Linked DNA regions of Mus musculus: region 2 is linked to region 1. The links are chromatin contacts, called in public promoter capture Hi-C maps. All regions are on one chromosome and are shown on one strand. The core of a region is the stretch at or near the end of the contact, and the rest is flanking DNA. Distances in the headings are between cores, read along the strand shown. Region 1 overlaps Sez6 (seizure related gene 6). Region 2 holds the start of Rpl23a (ribosomal protein L23A).

Region 1 (3,339 bases), core at 547-3,046:
GGCTTGGGTCTAAGAGGTAGAATGCCTGGAGCAGACAAGGAGAAAAGTAAAAAGGAAGGCTTGACTGTGCCTCTGTGCCTTTATTTTTTTTTTTTTTCTTGTCTTACAACTCTTTTTTTTTTTTCCATTTTTTATTAGGAATTTAGCTCATTTACATTTCCAATGCTATACCAAAAGTCCTCCATATCCACCCACCCCCACTCCCCTGCGCACCCACTCCCCCTTTTTGGCCCTGGTGTTCCCCTGCTCTGTGCCTTTATATGAACAGACAAAGGGGCTGCCTTTGGGCAGATGAGCTACCAAAGCTTGAGTTGACTGTGACTCAGTTTTGAGGCCTTCCCCACCTGTCATATACTTAGTTGCTATGTGAAAACAAGAAGAGAGTTTTGAGGGCTTGACCAATAAAAGGCTAGTTGTGACTGGCCAGTGGAGAGGGCAGTGCTTAGGAGATGGATTCTGGGGTCAGACTCCCTGGGTTTAAATGCAGACTCTGCCCGTTACTTCCTACACTGCCACCTTGGGCAGGTTACTTCTTTGCTCCATGCCTCGATGGTTTCTTTGTTTAACCGGTGATTTAGAGCACTGCCTGCAGCGCTGGGGAGGTTAAGCGGGAGGCCATATGTGCAGTGCCTGCACAACGCACACACCTACCTCTGCCCCGTTTCCCCCAAAGCTGGTTGTTAATGTTTGCCGTTGCGAGTAGGAACAGCTTCTTACATTTGCTGTGCTGTCTAGTTTCTAAAGAGCCCCTTCTCGCCTAGTACCCATCATACACGCGGAAGAAAGAAGGTAGGGTAGGGGCTATTGACCCATTTTAAAGATAAAGAAAGCTGAGGTTGGGAGAGACTGAGGGTCAGAGGGCTTCTGACCCTTGTCATACTGTAGAAGTGTGGTAGGGTAGGGATTGGAGTACCTGCCTGCCTCTCGAGGTCCTTTGCTTCCTACCTGGCCCCAGTTAATATGGGATCCTGGCCGGTGGAGTCAGAGACACCTGAGAGTGACAGTCCAGGCTGGCCTTGGAGCTGGTCCAGCAAGTCACTGATTCTCCCTCGGGGAGGATAGGGAGGACTGCACCCAGCCTGGGGATGAGGAGGAGCTGACTCCCTGGGAGCCATAGGCCAGGTGTCAGACCCAGCACCTGCGCTCTCATCTTCCCCGTGAGTCCCAGCACAACCTGGGGAGGGAGTGGGCTGGAATCATGTGAAAGCAGGGGGCTGGTAGCATCGAGAGGCACCCCCAGACTCCATCGTGGGTAAGTGCCACTTCCCAAGATGAGCTTCCTATTGCCATGACAACCAACCGTTCCCAGGGAGTCTGCACCACCACAATCTGTTGAGTTATTTTCTTGCTGGCGGCTGTTTCGGAGCCAACTCCAGTGCCAGGAATGCTTGGATGCAGGAGGGAGGGGCCTCCCCGGCACTCTGACTCTCCACCCGGACTAGGGGACTGGGACCCGGCCAGAGGAATCTATCCAGCCACAGGCCTGTGTGGAAGCTCACGACTGTGCCCTCTCCTTCATCAGCTTGGACAGCGCCTGCCTGCACAGGTGCAGGCGTGTGTTCCCAGGCCCTCCCTCACTCTCCTGGCACCCTCTTTCTCCAGCCCACGAGAAATGCCCGTGAGCACACGCTCCTCCTGTTCCCATCTCTGGGATCAGGGCTAATTACAGTCTATAATTAGGGGAATTACACTCATTAAGGAAAGAGCTGATCATTGACAAAAACTGGGCAGAGGAGGGAGGGCCGCTGGGACAAAGAGCAGGAGTGGGCCAGCTCCCCTAGGCTCTCCTAGGACTCTGCTCCCCCTGCTAGGCCTCCGGCCCTGTTGTGTTCTCCCACTTTTGTCTGGAAGCACAAAGAGGGAACTGGAGTTTTGTGCAAAGGAATTTGCAGCAAGAGAAAAGGTTACTGTGGCATGAAATTATGCCTGCTGCTGAGGAGGATTGATGAGCCATTAGGGAGGCTGGAGGGGCCGCCCAGATGGTCATCCCTGCCAGGGTGGGGACCTACCACTGCTGAGGGCCTGGACAACCTCTGCCCAGCATTAAGGTCCCTGCTGACAGAGGCTGCTCCCCCCAGTTTGGATGGCAAAGCCTTGACAAGATGAAGAGACAGGGTCAGAGCATTCCTAGCTCCAGGATGCCTGCCCCCCCCCCCCCATCAATTCTTCCCCCCTACAGAGCTGCAGAAGTGGTCTATGCCAGCGCAAGACAATGTCTTGATTGTTCTTACCAATTATCCCCCTGTTAGCACGTGCGCGAGGGGGGGTGGGGGGGTCTGAATTAAAGTTAACCTGTGCAAAGGACGGAACAGACTTCCAGCCCAGGGAAGGGGTGGGCAAGAAGGAACCCTATGAGGAAGCTCCAGCTTCGCCTCGCTCCGCATGCATCCTGCAAGCCGAGTAATGCTGGTTTCCGTAGTGGAGGGCATGCTAAGCACCTTTTTGCTTTACTCAAACGGTAACTAACTTTGAAGCATAGATGGTTTAGCCTTCCCAGTAGGAAAGGGAGGGTCAGGCAGCGACTACAGAGGAGCAGAGAAGGAAGAGTGGCGTTTCTAGCCAGCATGGTAGCTGGGGCCTGTAATCCTTACACCCAGGAGGCCGAGGCCCTAGTGCTGTGGTGAGTTTGAGGTCGGCCTGAGCTATGGTGTAAGATAAGGGCTGTGAGATGATTCATCGGTGAAGGTGTCGACTGCCAAGGCTGAGGACCCGAGATCAACCCCTGAACCTACATGGTAAAAAAAGAAAACACTTCATGCCAAGTTGTCCTGGGCCATCGTGTGTGTGTGTGTGTGTGTGTGTGTGTGTGTGTGTGTGTGTGTGTGTTTGTGTGTGTGTGTGTCTGTATGTCTATGTATTTGTGTGGAGGGTATGCCTTTGAAGTATTTGCTAAAGACTACAAATAATATGTGAAGATTGTAAAGATGCCGGCTTATTCTGAACTGTGGTGTGTGGACAGCCTGTCTTATTTTTGTACTTTTCTATAGTTTTAAATGCTTTCAAAATGAATAAAAATTGTGGTGAAGTTGGACACTTGACTGTATTTATAGCAATATTACAGTAGATTAATTGCCAATCAAATTTTTTTCCTTGTTTTTTTTTTTGGTCTTTTTGGTCTTTTTGTTATTTTGTCTTTTTTTTTTTTTTTTCCAGAGCTGAGGACCGAACCCAGGTTCTTGCGCTTGCTAGGCAAGCGCTCTACCACTGAGCTAAATCCCAACCCCCAATCAAATATGCTTGCTTTTGCTTTTTTTTTTTTTTTTTTTTTTTGAGACAGAGTCTCACTGCATAGACCTAGCTGGCTTGGAACTCACTGTGTAGACCATGTTGACCTCAAAG
Region 2 (3,339 bases), core at 339-2,838, 220 kb before region 1:
GATATGACTTCTGGGAATCCAACCAGGTCCTCTGAAAGAGAACTACATGATCTTTTTTTTTTTTTTTAAAGATTTATTTATTATTTTATGTAAGTACACTGTAGCTGTCTTCAGACACACCAGAAGAGGGAGTCAGATCTTGTTACGGATTGTTGTGAGCCACCATGTGGTTGCTGAGATTTGAACTCTGGACCTTCCGAAGAGCAGTCGGGTGCTCTTACCCACTGAGCCATCTCACCAGCCCGAACTACATGATCTTAAGTGTTGACCGTCCTTCTAGTCCTTCTAATCCCTTAAACTGTATTCTTCCCAGTTGGTACTGTTATAGGCTTCTGACACTGCAAACTTCTTCCCTAAGACTAGAAATTGCTCACGAACTGAAATTTTAAGGACCTTAACACAGCTACCAGATGCTATAACCACCCACTGTTTTAGACCTAGGGGAATAAACATTTTTCTTTTAAAAACTACAACTCAAGCCGGACGTGGTGGCGCACGCCTTTAATCCCAGCACTCGGGAGGCAGAGGCAGGCGGATTTCTGAGTTCGAGGCCAGCCTGGTCTACAAAATGAGCTCCAGGACAGTCAGAGCTATAAAGGGAAACCCTGTCTCAAAAAACAAACAAAAAACAAACAAACAAACCAACAAAAAAAACCTACAACTCAGGCCACGTAGTGTTGGCACAGGCCTTTTAATCCAAGCACTCAGCAGTCAGAAGTATGTAGATCTTGGTGAGTTCAAAGCCAGCCTCCTCTACAGAGTGAGTTCCAGGACAGCCAGAACTAGAGAAAGAGAAACCCTCTCTCGAAAAGAACAACTCAAAACGAAACAAAACAGAACAGAACAAAACCAAACCAAAACCTAGGGACCCTAGGGTAAGAACACTGGCTGATCTTCTGAAGGTCATTAGTTTAAATCCCAGCAATCACATGATAGCTCACCGGTAATGAGACCTGGCACCTTCTTCTGGAACAAATGAAGACAGCTACAGTGTACTTAAGTATAATAATAAATAAAATAAATCTTTGGACCAGAGAGCAAACGGGGCCGACTGGAGTGAGCAGAGTTCCCAAAAATTCAATTCATGCTGGGCAGTGGTGGCGCACGCCTTTAACCCCAGCACTCCGCAGGCAGAGGCAGAGGCAGGCAGATTTGAGTTTGAGGTCAGCCTGGTTTACAGAGTGAGTTCCAAGACAGCCAATCTACACAGAAAAACCTTGTCTCGAAAAACAAGAAAACAAACAACAAAAAAATTAATTCCTGACAATCACATGAAGACTCAACCATCTGTACAGCTACAGTGTACTCATATACATAAAGTAAATAAATCTTTAGAAAAAAACAAAAACAAAAAGCCAAAACCTACAATTCCCCCAGAGAAACCCTGTGTCGGAAAACCAAACTAAACCAAACCAAAAAACGCCACATTTCCCAAGAAGCCCTTTCAAAGGGAAAGGTGGCGCATGCTTGGTCTCCCACTCTAGGGAATTAAATGGAACTACAATTCCCAAGAAGCCTCATATTACAGTTCATCCAATCAGTGCTATATATAAGCTATCGCGAGACTTTTATGAGCCTCCATTCTATAAGCTCATGGGAATTGGGCTGGGCCATCCTTTTCAGCCAAGATGGCGCCGAAAGCGAAGAAGGAAGGTATGTTGCGGTATGGGAATCTGTCAGGTCGGTCTTGGATACCCGCAGAGCGAACTCGCGGGGAAGAAGAATGCCCGGCTAAGCCATGGGGGGCTTGTTCTGTGGCTACTGTCGCGACTAGGCCCCGCTGCGGGGTATGAGGACCGCGTGGGCCAAGCCGCATGGGCTGGTTCCAGTGCAGGGGATTGGCAAAGCCACCGGGCCGGCAGCGGCCGCCACTGATGGCCAAGCATTTGACTTTGGGAAGCTCCTTAACATCCACAGGGTGGCGCTCCGGGTCTCCAGACCTATAAGGGATTAAAAGTAGTCCTTATTCGCCCTTTCCCCACGTTAAATGGGGTTATACGCACCCACGTGATGGTACAACGGGTTAATTATCTTTGCCTGTGGTATCGTGCATATGATGGAAAAAATCTGAAGTCTCCTGAGACCTGTGATGTCTTCAAAGGAACCACTGATGCACATGCTGGCAGGACGGCCGGAAGGGGTCACTTTACGAATGCCACACTTAATTTTAATTGTCCTCTCCCAGCTCCTGCCCCTCCCAAAGCCGAAGCCAAAGCGAAGGCCTTGAAAGCTAAGAAGGCGGTGCTGAAAGGCGTCCACAGCCACAAAAAGAAGAAGATCCGAACGTCACCCACCTTCCGGCGGCCCAAGACCCTGCGGCTCCGGAGGCAGCCAAAATATCCTCGGAAGAGTGCGCCCAGGAGAAACAAGTCAGTAGGGACCCTGGACCCAGTAGCATGTAGTAGGGCATTAGGAGTTCTTAACGTAGCTTCCCTTATAAAACACAATTGTTGAAGGAGCTGGTGCGGTGGAAGTGTGAGGTTATTTAGTCAGTGTTTGAAAGTTGACTTCAAAGAGATGTTGCTTATCTTGGTTCCAAGTGATAGGGGACTTGTTGGAACACAGGAGAGTGTTGATTAAGATGTCCAATTGGGGAGTGATGGCCTTCGAATAGTGTTATGAAACACACTTTTTTTTTTAAGATTTATTTGTTTTTTTATTTACATGAGTACACTGCAGCAGTCTTCAGATACACTCACTAGAAGGGGGCATCGGATCCCACTACAGACATTTGTGAGCCACCGTGTGGTTGCTGGGAATTGAACTCAGGACCTCTGGAAGAACAGTCAGTGTTCTCAACAGATGAGCCATCTCTCCAGCCTGAAAGACACTTAATTGATCAAATTCTGACGCTACTCAAAGGAAGTTTGAGAGAATGCTTACTGAAAAGTGTTTTGTCTATGGGGGAAGTACTCACCAGACACAATTCATTGCCTATTTGTACCTAGAATTTTTGAGTCATTACTTGGCAGTTGCATAAGTAAAAACTTGGCTTTTCAGAATCTTAAGAAAAAGTTGTTTCCTGATAGCTCAAGGCCAATTTTAGAGTTGCATTGTTTTCACCATGCTTGGTGGTTATTCTGTAATGCTGGGTGGTGGAGGCTAGAGAATCTCAAGTCCAAGGTCATCTTGGGGTTCATGTCTCAGATCAGAGGGGCGGGTGTGAGTGAGTGTGGCTCTTGGATTTCAGGCTAGCTTGTGCTGTATTGTGAGCCCCTGCCTCAACTACACTCTTGGGGTGTAGCCAACCTCTAGCAATTGAGCACAATTTTCTCTATAGTTATTTATTTGATCTGGTCTCATAATAGTAAATGTGGAACTCCAGTGGATAAATGCATA

What was found. Promoter capture Hi-C pulls out the DNA fragments that hold promoters and counts their contacts.
Region 2: a promoter capture Hi-C map of stem cell-derived epiblast-like cells shows a contact between it and region 1, with 3 times the contacts expected there. The contact joins the promoter of Rpl23a here to the enhancer-like site in region 1. A contact is called at or near these places in 20 of 39 promoter capture datasets (the 3T3-L1 cell line, 3T3-L1-derived adipocytes, the C10 cell line and 13 more), 3 of 15 datasets of contacts at CTCF or cohesin (embryonic stem cells, large pre-B cells and pro-B cells), 21 of 484 Hi-C or Micro-C datasets (B cells, the P5424 cell line, cerebellum and 9 more), 22 of 115 datasets of contacts at active chromatin or transcription factors (the 230-238 cell line, the SCID.adh cell line, T-cell acute lymphoblastic leukemia and 12 more) and 3 of 9 other capture datasets (adipose tissue, liver and pancreatic islet).

Annotation. Positions count from the first base shown.
Region 1 is chr11:77,963,903-77,967,241 of GRCm38.p6, reverse strand. The region is part of intron 4 of Sez6 (seizure related gene 6); the gene reads right to left. Among named protein-coding and RNA genes, the nearest start is that of Phf12, 17 kb to the left of the region's middle. Within about 2 kb of position 1,796, at least 87 of the 459 cell types and tissues checked have an H3K27ac peak or open chromatin away from gene starts, as enhancers often do. A contact at or near this core is called in the SCID.adh cell line, cerebellum, cerebral cortex and 9 more, where this site is marked.
Region 2 is chr11:78,181,833-78,185,171 of GRCm38.p6, reverse strand. Rpl23a (ribosomal protein L23A) reads left to right here and starts at 1,588. Exons shown (of 5, transcript NM_207523.2): 1 at 1,588-1,653; 2 at 2,186-2,369. The coding sequence starts at 1,629. Snord42b (small nucleolar RNA, C/D box 42B) reads left to right here and starts at 2,059; the gene lies at 2,059-2,113.